4 separate regions of the Mus musculus genome follow, and regions 1, 2 and 3 are each linked to region 4. Evidence: chromatin contacts called from public capture Hi-C and promoter capture Hi-C data. All regions are on one chromosome and are shown on one strand. The core of a region is the stretch at or near the end of the contact, and the rest is flanking DNA. Distances in the headings are between cores, read along the strand shown.

What was found. Promoter capture Hi-C pulls out the DNA fragments that hold promoters and counts their contacts. Capture Hi-C pulls out chosen DNA fragments and counts their contacts.
Region 1: a contact with region 4 is called in a capture Hi-C map of macrophages, with 4 times the contacts expected there. The contact joins the promoter of Mc1r here to the promoter of Cdh15 in region 4. A contact is called at or near these places in 2 of 39 promoter capture datasets (pre-B cells and stem cell-derived epiblast-like cells) and 1 of 9 other capture datasets (macrophages).
Region 2: a contact with region 4 is called in a promoter capture Hi-C map of pre-B cells, with 2.3 times the contacts expected there. The contact joins the promoter of Afg3l1 here to the promoter of Cdh15 in region 4. A contact is called at or near these places in 1 of 39 promoter capture datasets (pre-B cells) and 1 of 115 datasets of contacts at active chromatin or transcription factors (large pre-B cells).
Region 3: a promoter capture Hi-C map of liver shows a contact between it and region 4, with 2.1 times the contacts expected there. The contact joins the enhancer-like site here to the promoter of Cdh15 in region 4. A contact is called at or near these places in 4 of 39 promoter capture datasets (embryonic stem cells and liver) and 1 of 9 other capture datasets (embryonic stem cells).

What each region holds. Positions count from the first base shown.
Region 1 is chr8:123,405,410-123,408,446 of GRCm38.p6, forward strand. Mc1r (melanocortin 1 receptor) reads left to right here and starts at 1,673. Exons shown (of 1, transcript NM_008559.2): 1 at 1,673-3,037. The coding sequence starts at 2,101.
Region 2 is chr8:123,476,485-123,479,530 of GRCm38.p6, forward strand. Afg3l1 (AFG3-like AAA ATPase 1) reads left to right here and starts at 1,378. Exons shown (of 17, transcript NM_054070.3): 1 at 1,378-1,563. The coding sequence starts at 1,426.
Region 3 is chr8:122,019,938-122,023,249 of GRCm38.p6, forward strand. Banp (BTG3 associated nuclear protein) reads left to right here. Exons shown (of 14, transcript NM_016812.4): 12 at 582-707. Among named protein-coding and RNA genes, the nearest start is that of Mir7237, 44 kb to the left of the region's middle. Within about 2 kb of position 1,949, at least 78 of the 459 cell types and tissues checked have an H3K27ac peak or open chromatin away from gene starts, as enhancers often do. A contact at or near this core is called in liver, where this site is marked.
Region 4 is chr8:122,846,793-122,849,893 of GRCm38.p6, forward strand. It overlaps Cdh15 (cadherin 15), which reads left to right and starts at 1,582. Exons shown (of 14, transcript NM_007662.2): 1 at 1,582-1,737. The coding sequence starts at 1,696.

The sequences.
Region 1 (3,037 bases), core at 423-2,922, 560 kb after region 4:
AATGTTTTAATCACCTAACTAACAAGGTGCCTTAGTGTGAACAAAGTATAAGCCTGAGGATTCTTTTCTCTATGAGGTTCTGAGACAGACAGTGGATAGTCCTGAGGCCCAGGGAGGCCCAACACAACTCTGCTGTAAGTTGTATCTTATCAAGCGATCCGGGAAAATAGACCTGACCACGTTTGACTTAGAGGGTGTCACTTCTATTTGTCATTTATTGCAGGAGTAAAGACCAACGTCTGTTAATGTATGCTTTAAGTGTTGCTCTGTGGCTTGGGAACCACCTTGTGAGCAGACGTTGCCAGAGTTGGCAAAGAAGGAACTGACTCCTAGTTGAACGTGGTCGAGCACACATTTGATGCCAGCACTCTGGCAGCAGAGGGAGGCAGGTCTATTTCAGGTTACATAGTGAGACCCTGTCTCAAGACAACAGAAATGACTCTTAAGGGGACTGTTACAGACACTGAAAGTGCCCTCCAGCGAAGCCCTGCCTCACTCCCCTGCTGCCTTTCTTTTCTTTTTTTTTCTTTTTCCAAAACAGGGTTTCTCTATGTAGCCCTGGCTGTCCTGGAACTCACTCTGTAGACCAGGCTGGCCTCGAACTTAGAAATCCGCCTGCCTCTGCCTCCCGAGTGCTGGGATTAAAGGCGTGTGCCACCACCACAGCCCAGCTTCTGCTGCCTTTCTTAAGTTACTCTCCTCACCTGTATGCAGAAGGGGCCATCCAGTGCTACTGAGACAGCATTGGATACCATGGAGAGAGTCCAGCAGCAACCAAGGGTGGGTTGCTACCACCACTGCGTGCTATCCTGACCACTATGAATAGTCACATGCCCAGCTGCTGGCCCACAGAGGCTGGAGACAGATCTGCCCTGATGTGGTTCCTGGCTCCAGGGCTAGCATGTGCTCCACAGCGGAAATGAGACTCCTCAAGGGAAGGGGTGGGGGGTGAGACTAAGAAGATGGGATGTGACTGACCAAAGCTTGCTGGCCAATAGCCTCGGGGCCCCCTCTAGTCAGTCAGCTTCCTACCACACCCAGAACTGTAGTTAAGGGAGGCTTCAGCAAGCTTGGGCCCATGAGGGACTTAAGCATCAGCTCTGCCAGAGCTCATCTGAGCCCCTTGGCATAGGGCTCTTTCCTGCCTTGGCCCTGCCTCTACTTGTTGATTCTCAAAGTTCTTGGACCAGCCCCTAAAGCTACCTTGAAGTCAGTAGCTGAGTTGCTGCTATATGAACACATCTTCAGCTTCAGGTGGAAATGCCACTGCCATTGGCACACTTCTAATGGAGAGTGGGAATGAAGGTGGGAGGTAGGGGTGCCTCATTCACACCCAGTGGCTGCCTGAGGCAGCGCAGCCTGAGAGAGAGAGAAAGGAGGTTTCAGACAACCCAGGAAAGTGATTTTTGAAGTGGGCTTGGAGCTTTAGGTAGGGCCACTCAGGGCAGGTTCTAGTGAGGTTGAATGCCTGAAAGAGATTGGTAAGTCACAGGGGCTTTGAACACAAAAGGGAGAGGCAAGACCCTGTGTTGGAGTCCAAAGCTAGTTTTCCGGTTTCTCGGTGCTGCCTCTGCCCCCTAGAGGCAGCCTGGGGCACTACACATCCCTGGCACATGCCCATCATGTGGCCACCCTCAGGAGGAGGGGCTCCAGGGATGAGTTAAAAGATTAAGAGAAAAGCTCCCTTCTTCTCCAGAGTCCCGTCTACCCTGGCTTGGCGAGGGAAAGGAACCAGACATATATCAGAGGCAAGTAACCAAGAAGTCTGGAGGTGTTGAGTTTAGGCATGTCTCTACCTGAGCCACTTGGGAAGAGACAGGGAGAACAGCAGAAGGCTAAGCTACTTCACACTGGCAGTGAGAGTCCATGAGCAGAGCTCAGGGTCCTCAGCAGGAAGTGTCTATGCCATGCCGAGGCTGGCCTGTCCAGCCAGAAAGAACACAAGTGTAAAGGAAAATCGGAGCGTGCCTGTATGGAAAGAGGCCGGTCTGAGGGATGTCAGAGACCCCCGACAACAACATGAAGTGAATCAGAAGCTGGGGGCTGATACCACCTGGAGCTGCAGCCTCCACAGACCGCTTCCTACTTCCTGACAAGACTATGTCCACTCAGGAGCCCCAGAAGAGTCTTCTGGGTTCTCTCAACTCCAATGCCACCTCTCACCTTGGACTGGCCACCAACCAGTCAGAGCCTTGGTGCCTGTATGTGTCCATCCCAGATGGCCTCTTCCTCAGCCTAGGGCTGGTGAGTCTGGTGGAGAATGTGCTGGTTGTGATAGCCATCACCAAAAACCGCAACCTGCACTCGCCCATGTATTACTTCATCTGCTGCCTGGCCCTGTCTGACCTGATGGTAAGTGTCAGCATCGTGCTGGAGACTACTATCATCCTGCTGCTGGAGGCGGGCATCCTGGTGGCCAGAGTGGCTTTGGTGCAGCAGCTGGACAACCTCATTGACGTGCTCATCTGTGGCTCCATGGTGTCCAGTCTCTGCTTCCTGGGCATCATTGCTATAGACCGCTACATCTCCATCTTCTATGCGCTGCGTTATCACAGCATCGTGACGCTGCCCAGAGCACGACGGGCTGTCGTGGGCATCTGGATGGTCAGCATCGTCTCCAGCACCCTCTTTATCACCTACTACAAGCACACAGCCGTTCTGCTCTGCCTCGTCACTTTCTTTCTAGCCATGCTGGCACTCATGGCGATTCTGTATGCCCACATGTTCACGAGAGCGTGCCAGCACGCTCAGGGCATTGCCCAGCTCCACAAAAGGCGGCGGTCCATCCGCCAAGGCTTCTGCCTCAAGGGTGCTGCCACCCTTACTATCCTTCTGGGGATTTTCTTCCTGTGCTGGGGCCCCTTCTTCCTGCATCTCTTGCTCATCGTCCTCTGCCCTCAGCACCCCACCTGCAGCTGCATCTTCAAGAACTTCAACCTCTTCCTCCTCCTCATCGTCCTCAGCTCCACTGTTGACCCCCTCATCTATGCTTTCCGCAGCCAGGAGCTCCGCATGACACTCAAGGAGGTGCTGCTGT
Region 2 (3,046 bases), core at 128-2,627, 630 kb after region 4:
CATCAAGGGGCAGTGGACAGAGGGGAGGTTCCAGCCAGGTGGTGTTGACCCAGACAAGATAGCCCTGCTTGTACAATCAAGCTGTTCTTAGGAATGTCTTAACAACAGCCCTGTCTGTTCTGCTTTGTTCTCAGCCCCAGGCCACGGGCTCATAGACAACTCTTTTACATGAATCACAAGATACAAAATCTCATTTTCTTTTATCACCATCTCCCACTCCAGCGCGGTATGGTGAGGCGGGAGGGATGCCTCGGCACATCCCTTTCCCTGAGTTATCAGCCACAGGACAGGTATAATGTAGAACAGTTTATTTGGGGGCATGGGAAGGGAGTTGAGAAGGGAGTAGAGGCAGTCAAAGAGAGAAAAGAGAAGAGGAGAGGAGAGGCTGGCCAGGAACCCGTGGAGAGGAGGAAGGAGGGAGGAGTTGGGGAGAGAGGGAGAAAGGGGTCAGGGAGAGAAGAAAGTCTGAGAGAGAGAAGGGGAGAAGGGGCAGAGAGAGCGAAGACATGGAGGGGGGTATGGGAGTAGGGGTCGGGTTGGGAGGGAACAGACCCTTTTATAGCAAGCCAGGCCTTGTTGCTAGGTAACCGTTGGGCGGAGCATAGAAGGACTGCTAACACTATGGGTGACAATGGTCTTCTCCCGGGCATCTGTACCTTTGAAATGTAGTCAAGGTAGAATCTGAGTACACGCAGATGCCACGTGTGTCGTGGACAGCCCCACTGTCCAGAAACTGGTTCATCCTGAACACCCACACCTCCCTAATGCCAAGTCCAAATTGCTAGTCCGCACAACTGCAGGCAAATCAAAACTGGGGTGACTCTATATACCAACCAAGTGCTCTCCCGCAGAGCAATGCCACAGGCCCTCACGCTGCTCCAGACCGTCCCGTCGCTCCCTGCGCATCCGCAGGAATAAAAATGTTGTTAAGTAAAATTAAACAAGGGTCTATGACGTGGATCAATGAGACAAGTCGTGCACCAAATAACAGTTCCTTTGTTCACGATAGGTCTCGAACCACATCTAGTCTGGATGTAAAATACCGGGAGCACCTCCAACCGGTAATACTAGTACCCTCAACCAGGGAGAAGTAGCCTCAAAATTTAATTACGTGAGCCGCGTTACCCCGAGGACCCACCGAAGCCATTGATGTCGTTGACAATGCAAAATTTAAAATACGTCTAAAGGCCCTTGGTGTCTAGGTCAAGTTGGCCGCGGACCATCCGCCATCAGCTGTCAGGCAGCGCGAAGCGACACTCGGGTTCAGGATCCTAAGGAGCACGGCCGCGAACCAGACACCCAAAGAGAGGTCCGAGCCGATGCGGCGGCCAGCTGCGCACGCGCGCCCCCGAGGGCGTGGTGCACTATGATCCGCCTGCTGCGCGTGCGCGCGCCCAGGGGGCGGCGCGAGGTCAGGGCCGGGGGATGTTACTGCGGCTGGTGGGGGCGGCGGGCAGTCGAGCCCTGGCCTGGCCTTTCTCCAAGCTGTGGCGATGTGGCGGATGCGCAGGGAGCGGCGGGACGGTCTGGAGCAGCGTGAGGGCCTGTGGCATTGCTCTGCAGGTGAGCAGGGCAGCGCTGGGGCCACGGGTTCCGGGCGGCGTGGCGGGGGCCGCGCTGGGCGTCGCGGTGACGTCATCGGCCTGCGGCTGGGCCGGGCGCAGCGTCTTCCCGATTTCTGCCTCCGACTCCACTAGTGTCTACCTACGGCTGATCGGAACACTTGAGCGGGTGCGATCTAGCCATTATCCAGTTAGCTATTGCAGGGCCCCACTTAAAAGGTAGTAGCCTTTATTCATTAAGGAGGCGTAGGTCTCCATACTAAGCAGAGAAAGATGGCCACCATGGAATTCCCGCCACTGATGCTTCATTTTTTAGATAGTTTAGCCTTACTAGATATTTTATCACCCCTCACAGGTACATCTGCCAGTAGTAAGGAGGCTCACCACGGCGAAAGGGAATATCCATGCAGATTATCCATCTTCAAATAAATGCGTGTTACCATCACAGGGGCCATACAGCCGTTCTTCCTCAATTCAGTTTTGGTCTTGTTCCCTCTTAATATGACAGTAGTGTGGTGTAACGGTCCATGAGCAAATGTCCATTTACCCCAGCTAGGGCACTCACGATAGGTCAAAATGATTCCATTCCTCTAGCTTTGTGAACCAGTGAGCTTATTGGAATTAAATATGGCCGCACCGGGGAAGGTTACTTAACAGGAGTGACTCAAAAGCAGTTTCATCGATGAAAGGCTCACATACAGGTCACAACGCAAGGCGAACCTACAGTCAGTACCACTGAAGAGGCTCCCTCCCCTCAGCAGTTCTTTCCTGCCTGTAGAACTTTGGGTCTGGGGGCCCGTGGATTTTTTTTTAAGCTTCTGAGCATAAGGTTTATGGGGCTTCTTGAGGCTTAAGAGCTTCCCTCTCTGTAGGGGGGAATCTCTGGGTTTGGAGGAGGTAGCTGCACAGTGGGTCGGGAAAATGCCCTCAGGTTTGTTTCTAGTGCTGTGCATTGCACAGTCATTTCAGGTCATGTCGCACATCCTGTTCCGGTGGGTGACCCGTTGAAGATCAGTCATATAGTGATTGTTATAGACAGTTCTGAGTTGCTGTGGGCCAGTGTCTTTGTGAAAGAAGTACATTGGATGGACTTTGACTTGGTTGGGTGGCTTTTCGTGGCGAGACATCAGAGTGCCCACTCACCCTAGACAGAGCACTGGTAACAGACCAAAGAAAGGTGTTGTGTGACACTGCTCTTAGGGAACAAACATTACCCACGGCAGATAGGGAGCGGGCAACAGACCACGGTAGAGTCCATCTGGTGAACTAGTGAGTTTTGGTGGAGTTACTTACAGAAATGACTCCAACAGCTGCATCATCAGCGCCCATCCCAGTGTGGGATGGCAGACAGCTCAGGAAAGCTGGAAACAGAGTACTCTGCTCGTTCAGCAGGTTAGAGAGTGACCGTTCCTAGAGCCTGTTCCAGGCAGCTCAGTCTCTGCTTCACCCAGGTTGCCAGGCTACTCTCCACTTCTCAGGCAGCT
Region 3 (3,312 bases), core at 699-3,198, 830 kb before region 4:
CTCCTCACTGGGAGACAATTTGTAAGCCAGGCCTGGTAGCTTCTAGTCTTTGAAAGCCATGACTTTCTAAGCTTTTTTCCAGCTGGGAATCTTGCTTCCATTCATTGATTGGTTGGTCAAGTTACACCTTTGTCTTAATATTGCAAATTCAGGTTTTCCTACAGTATAACACCTCACGTCTCAGCAGCTTCGCGTTTCATATAGAAAGTGGTTTTCTTGGCAGTGCTGGTAGGACAGCGCTGCTGAGCAGGGAGGGTGTTGTTTGCTACAATCAGCACAGCAGAGTTTTCTGGGAAACTGGTTCTGTGATTGCAAGAGTTTCCTTAAATGCAACTGCAGCTACTTTAAATTCATCATGGAGGAACCTGTAAAAATGTAACATGATTGGGGAACTGGTTATGTCATAACTCCTAACTTGGGGTTTCCAAATGTGGCCTGGCTTCTGAGTTACCAGGAGATAGCAAACCAGGCAGCCACAGTGTATCAGCACCTCTCCTTTTCCTACCTCTTCCCCACAAGGTGGGATCTGTGGCTTGACAAGTCCCTGCAGAGCCTATAGCCCCCATTCTGATCTCTTCCAGTCGTGGGGCCTGTGCCAGAATCCCATTCCTGTCAGCGGTGACTCAGTGGCCCAGGCTAATCCCTCCCAGCTTTGGCCTCTGGGAGGAGACACACTTGATCTGCCTGCTGGAAATGAAATGATCCAGGTTTGTAAGTGTTTCTTGTCGGGAGATGTGGGTGGCCTGACCAGTGTTTTCCAGGGACCTTGAAAGAAGGGTCAGGTCAGAGCTCTGGACAGCAGGCACGTCCTGCTTGCCATAGGTCCTTACAGAGCCTGTGCCACACACTAAGCCCAGGCTTACAGAGGCTGCCACAATGACTGCCACTGTCTATGCTGAATCCCACAGAGGCCTGAGGCTAAGAGCTTGCTTGGGCAGCCAGAGACATCAGAGTGGAGGTGCATGTTAGGGGTTTGGCATTGCTGACAAGGTCACTGTGAACAGGCATGGACTTTACATGCAGATGTGTGCATGTGCACATCTATGACCACATGTGTCTTAAGACATGTGTATAGGCATACGAAACAATTGATGGCATATGAAGACATATGGCTTGATGAATGGCCATTAAGTCAGGCCCATCTGCTGAGCTTGGAGCCTTCGTCCCACGGAGCCTTTCATTCTTGGAGACAGGGCCATTCTGCTATTGCAGCAGTTCTGGTGTTTGTGTCCTTTCCTTCCTTCTGAAGCTGCTGCTTCTGCTGTTCAAGGAACCCCCCCCCCCTCCCACTGCCTGTCCTTGGGTTACCCTGGTGGATGGCCCAGGGTAGGTCAGGGGAGACAGCCAGGTACACGTGGGCCAAAGATCCTCCATAGACACTGTCCTGTCTGTTTGACCTCAGGTTCTTGCAGTGAGACTAGGAAGCTCCGGGGACTCAGATGCTGTGTGGGAAATGTTCATCTGTCTGTAGAGCATGGCTTCGCTAGCCTGCAGGGTTGGCAGAGAAGCATGTGGGACCCAATAAGATCCACAAGAACTGCTGAGTAAAGAGAGCAGGAGGTATTCTGGGTAAATGCAGGGGAAGAGAGAGCCCAAGCTGCCCTGCCTACCCATGAAAGGTCAAGAGTCTGGAAGAGCCAAGGCTCTAACCAAGTCTGCCACCAATGGCCGTCCCCAAACAGGAGCTCTTGCTTGCTCTTTCCTAAATATAAAATTCTAGGTTTTGTTTCACGTTGACCTGCTTGGTCAGATGAAGCAGAGCACCAGGCCTGGAGAAATGTAGTTCTGAGCACAGACGATGACCTTGCCTACAAGTCAGTGTGAAGGAGAAACCCAAGGGCTCTGTCAGTGACTCTTAGAAGACTGGATCATTGTACTCTGTTCAGGCTTTTCCCTCTGCAAGGGGCCTAGCTTAATCTAAAACCAGGAGCCTTTACTGTCAGCCAGCTGTTGGGCAACTCAGCATCTGTTGCCCTGCTCTGCTCTGAAGAGGGAGGGTGTGGCCAGTAGCATTGTGCAGCAGCTGTGCCAGAGTGGGTGTGGAATAGGGAACGCTGAGGTTTTGGGGGCAGAAGTACCAGGCAAGTGTTTATGTGGACTTTTGAGCTTGCCTGGAAACCAGAGCCCAGATGTGTGTTTGCACACCCTCTTTCCTTTTAATTAACCTGAGTTTAAGCACCTAGAGAGGGCCGAGGGCCAGCTCCCCTGTGTTTGCATAGCCCACTGCCTGTCACCATGGCCCATGGAGATTCCTGTCCTCCTATGCCCAGATGTTGACATACAGAAAAGCATCAGTAAGCAGGTTCAGGGAGGTGTGTCTGGAGGGCTGTCTGTGTGCAGGGACAGGCTGTCACTGCTGCTGCTGTCTCTTGACTCTTCCCTGAGCAGAGTCTGTCAGGTCCTCCATAGGTGCGCGGACTCACACTGGAAGTGAGATGACCCAGAAGCCACTGCACTCTCCAGGAAAGAGGTAGAGCGACCACTTCCCAAAGACATGCCAAGAGTCCTTAGGAAAGAGCCACTTCCTGATTCTGTCACTGCAGCCCATCTGACGGAGTTCAGCAGCAGTTGCCAAGGGGACAGCTATATTCAGTCTTTTGGCAGTCATTTCCCCAAATAGTTCTCACTTTTTCTTAGCTATTCAAAAATGTTAAAAAGGGCTTTTCAGTCATTAAAAAAAGTACCCCCCCCTCAATATTTTCCCACTACCGTGAACCTGAGTGTGTTTTCGTTTGGCAGACCCTCATTAGCATAAGAGACACTGTCCTCGATTGCAGTGTGTCCTTTAAAAAGGCACATGTCATCTGACAGCACAGCTCTTCTTAGAAGTTGACTGGGTGTTTGTGCTGCTGTCTCTGCTTGTGGGGAACCACATGGTCTTCTCCATACCAAAGGGTGGTGTGCCATCATGCCACAGGAGCCTCCAATATGGGCATTCCGTCCACTGCTGTTCTTGCCTGCCTGGGACTGTACAACACTGATGAGGGCGGGGCCCATGGTTCCTGGCAACTGTGAAGGAGCAGATGGAGGCTCTGCATTGCCTGCCTCGAGCCCCCTGCCCAGTTGTGTGAGCACCAGGTGTGGTTTGTGGGAAGTGAATCAGTGGTAAGAATATCCAGGGCTGGGGTCACCCCAAGGGTCACCCTGAGTTTAGTCCCTCCTCCAGGTCCATTCTGAGGCAGGGTCACTAGTTATACAGGGTCAGGATGCTGGAAGGATGCAGCTAAGAAGGACCGAGGGGTCTGTTCTGTAGTGACTTGCTCCTGGTGTCTCTGCTTATACCCTCCCCACAGCCTGTTTACCTCTCACTCT
Region 4 (3,101 bases), core at 332-2,831:
TGACCGAAGCCGTGGAGCTGGGCATTGAGGGATGCGTAGGAGTTCTCTAAGTAACAGCGGAAGGAAAGCATGCTCCAGGCAGGGCACCTCAAAGAGCATGGTGACCGTGGAGGAAAGGGGTGGACAAAGAGCACTTGGAGGTGAACTAACAGCTGTGCGTCAGAACGGCTGTTGGGGCAGAATGGGGGGAAAGGTGTTGTGGTGGACCAAGAGCCACCTGGACGTCTTCATCCAGGCTGATACAGATCTATTGGGGTCGGATCAGCATAGGGTCAGATGGGTGTGAGCGCAGGCAAGTTGGAAAGCCTCTAGCTTGTGGGTAGTTTAAAGCCACTGGACCAATGGAGGCCTGAGGGAGAGAGTGAGGAGGGAAAGCCCAACCAGCCTGGAGTCCCTGGCCACTGGGCCACACACTGCCTGGGGAAGGGGCTGGGAACTCTGGCTAAGCTGACGGGGTTCAGGAAACATGGGCACAAGCCTGGTGCAGCCTTTCTAGTCAGGGACTGGGACCTCAGTCATGTATGTAAATCAACCAAGTCTCTACCAATGCCCGCGGGATCTGTCCAGGACAGTGGAGTGGACCAGCAGGGACCAGGCACCCTCCCTTCGTGCCTGTCTTGGGCCTTGGATCCAGTAACGTCTCCTGCCTTCTTCAGTGCAAGCCAGAAGGATCACGCCCATGGCCGGCTGATGTCAGCGAGGGCCATCCAGAAGCTATCAGCAAAGAAGATATCCCACAAAATCATGGTGACTGCTGCATACATGTGGTGTGGCGGGAGATGCAGGGGGTAGGCAAAGGAGCTCTGGCCAAAGGCAGAGTGGCCCGTGGGGTGAGACCTGGGCCTGAACCCCTTAAGAATAAGCCACATGCCAGTCTTTCTTGCCCTTCACTCAGCCTTCAGGAGCCTCTGATGTGTTCTGGAAGAGCAAACCTGAACAGGCAATCCAAACGTGACCCCCAATCCTCCTGCTCCTTCCTCTGGGTTAGGGGCCACTTTGGGGTTTTTTGGTTTTGCTTTTTGTTTTTTGAGACAGTTTTTCTACATTGTCTGGGCTGGCCTAGAACTCACTATGTAGAGCAATCTGGCCTCTAACTCATAGGGATCTGCCTGCCTCTGGATTAATATTAAAGGTATGGGCTACTGTGCTTGGCTCCCTCCATTCTTCTACAAGCTTGGGTCTCTCTGGACAGCTGCCACAGGCCTCAGTCCCAGCCTACGGCATGCTGAGTTCTTCCCCAATGTCCACTCCCCGCCCCCCTACATGCTGTCACTCAGTCCAGGAGCCCCCTACAACACATGTGCTGACCTCAAAACTTTACAGAGCCTCCCTCAGGCACTGATCACATATGCTGTCACTCAGATCGCCCCCCCCCCCCCATCACTTTGCTCTGGCTCTGCCTTGCATCTTTCACACTACACTCTTGTGGCTGTCCAGGCCCACCTACATGTGCTGTCACTCATCTCTGATCCCGCCCATGACTCTGCCCCCCATGCAGTCACTCAGCCCTAGCCCTGCCCAGACCCCGCCCTGGCCCCGCCCCACCACACACGTGCAGTCCCTTGGCCTGCTCCCCAAGCACTTGCGCTGTCACTCAGCCCAATGCTCTCAGCGTGGGGGTAGAAGAAGCACCACCGCCCGTTCCACCGGCCGCCCAGTCGGCCACTTGTCCTCGGCTCTTCCGCCACTGCCTCAATGGGTTCTGCTCTGCTCCTCGCCCTCGGGCTGCTTGCCCAGGTAAGCTTGTAAGCCCTGTGGCATCCCTTCCTCTAGCTTTGGGATAGCTTTCCTGGGACCACTGGCCTGGAGTGTCTTTGGGGGAACCTGAGAGCTGCGGCCTGCAGTGTCCAGGGTGGGCCGCACTCTCTGAAGCATTGTAGGAAGGGGTGTCCTGTGTTTAGGGGCTTCCAGAGGGAGGGCGACTGACCTGCACATCAGTGAGCAAAATGGTTCAGGACTGGAAGCATCTCTGAGGCACGGGAACAGCCATTGGGCTGTCCCTTCAGTCTGGAAGCATATCACAGGTGCTCCCTGGAGCCTCCCAGAGCCTAAGGGTGGCCAGTCTTGAGAGGTCTTTCTATTCCAGAGCACGAGGCAGAGAGAAGGGGCAGAAAGCCACAGTGTCTGTAACACTTATGCCCCTGGTTGGTCTTGGTGGTGCCTGAGTCTCTACCCAGTGGTCCTAGAGGAGCTGCAACGCTTCCCTACAGGACCTAAGAATCCAGAGAAAATAACTCCAGGCCAGAGTAGCCCAACACACTCTCAGTTCACACTGCCTTTGACCTGACCGGGCCAGCGGCTGTGCCTGGATCCGCCTGGAGATGGAGTGATCTGTGGTCCCCAGATCAGTCAGTCTCTGGTACCCTGTCTTCTTAACATGGCACAAAGAAGGATGGGTAAAGCCCAGGTCCCCAGTTTTTCCTGCTGTTGGCAGTCCTCAGACTGGCTGCTGAATGGTCCTGGACTGGCCAGAACGGGAATGTGGATTCTGTGGTCCCTGCCAGGGTCCCTTTCCACAGAGATGTGCACTGAGGCTGTGGCCAGCCTCTGCGCCCAGAGGCAACAGGTGGCGAGCACAAAGAATTGCTGTGTGTGGAGAGAGGTCAACCAGCATTGCATGGGTGTGTGGTGGGGGGTCCGTCCCTTCCGGGAACACACTTCAGGACTTCCTTGGTTCCCTCAAATTCCCACAAAGCCTTGCAACTCTACTCAAGTTTCAGTTCTCGGCAGCTGACAGGAGCCTGGCCAGAGAGCCCCCCTTGCAGCTGGCCCTGGGTCATCAGCCCTACACTTCCAACCAGCAACACCCCAGCTTTGGGGGCCCACATTCCCTTACCTGGGCACATCTGCTAGGCTAGTTAAGACCCAACACAGAACCCCAGTCTTGTGCATAACGCCCTGACCCATCAGAGCCCCCTCCATACCCTGGGCTGGGATTTGCTCCCCACTGGCTACAGTAACAGCACCCCCAAGGCTGGAGGGTGGGTAGTGTTGGGTAGCATTCTTCTCCCCCTCCATCACCAAGCCCCCCCTCTCTGTTGCACTAGGGCAACTGCCCCCCCCCCAGGCATCTGGAGGCCCCGGCAGTCAGGTGGGGGCAA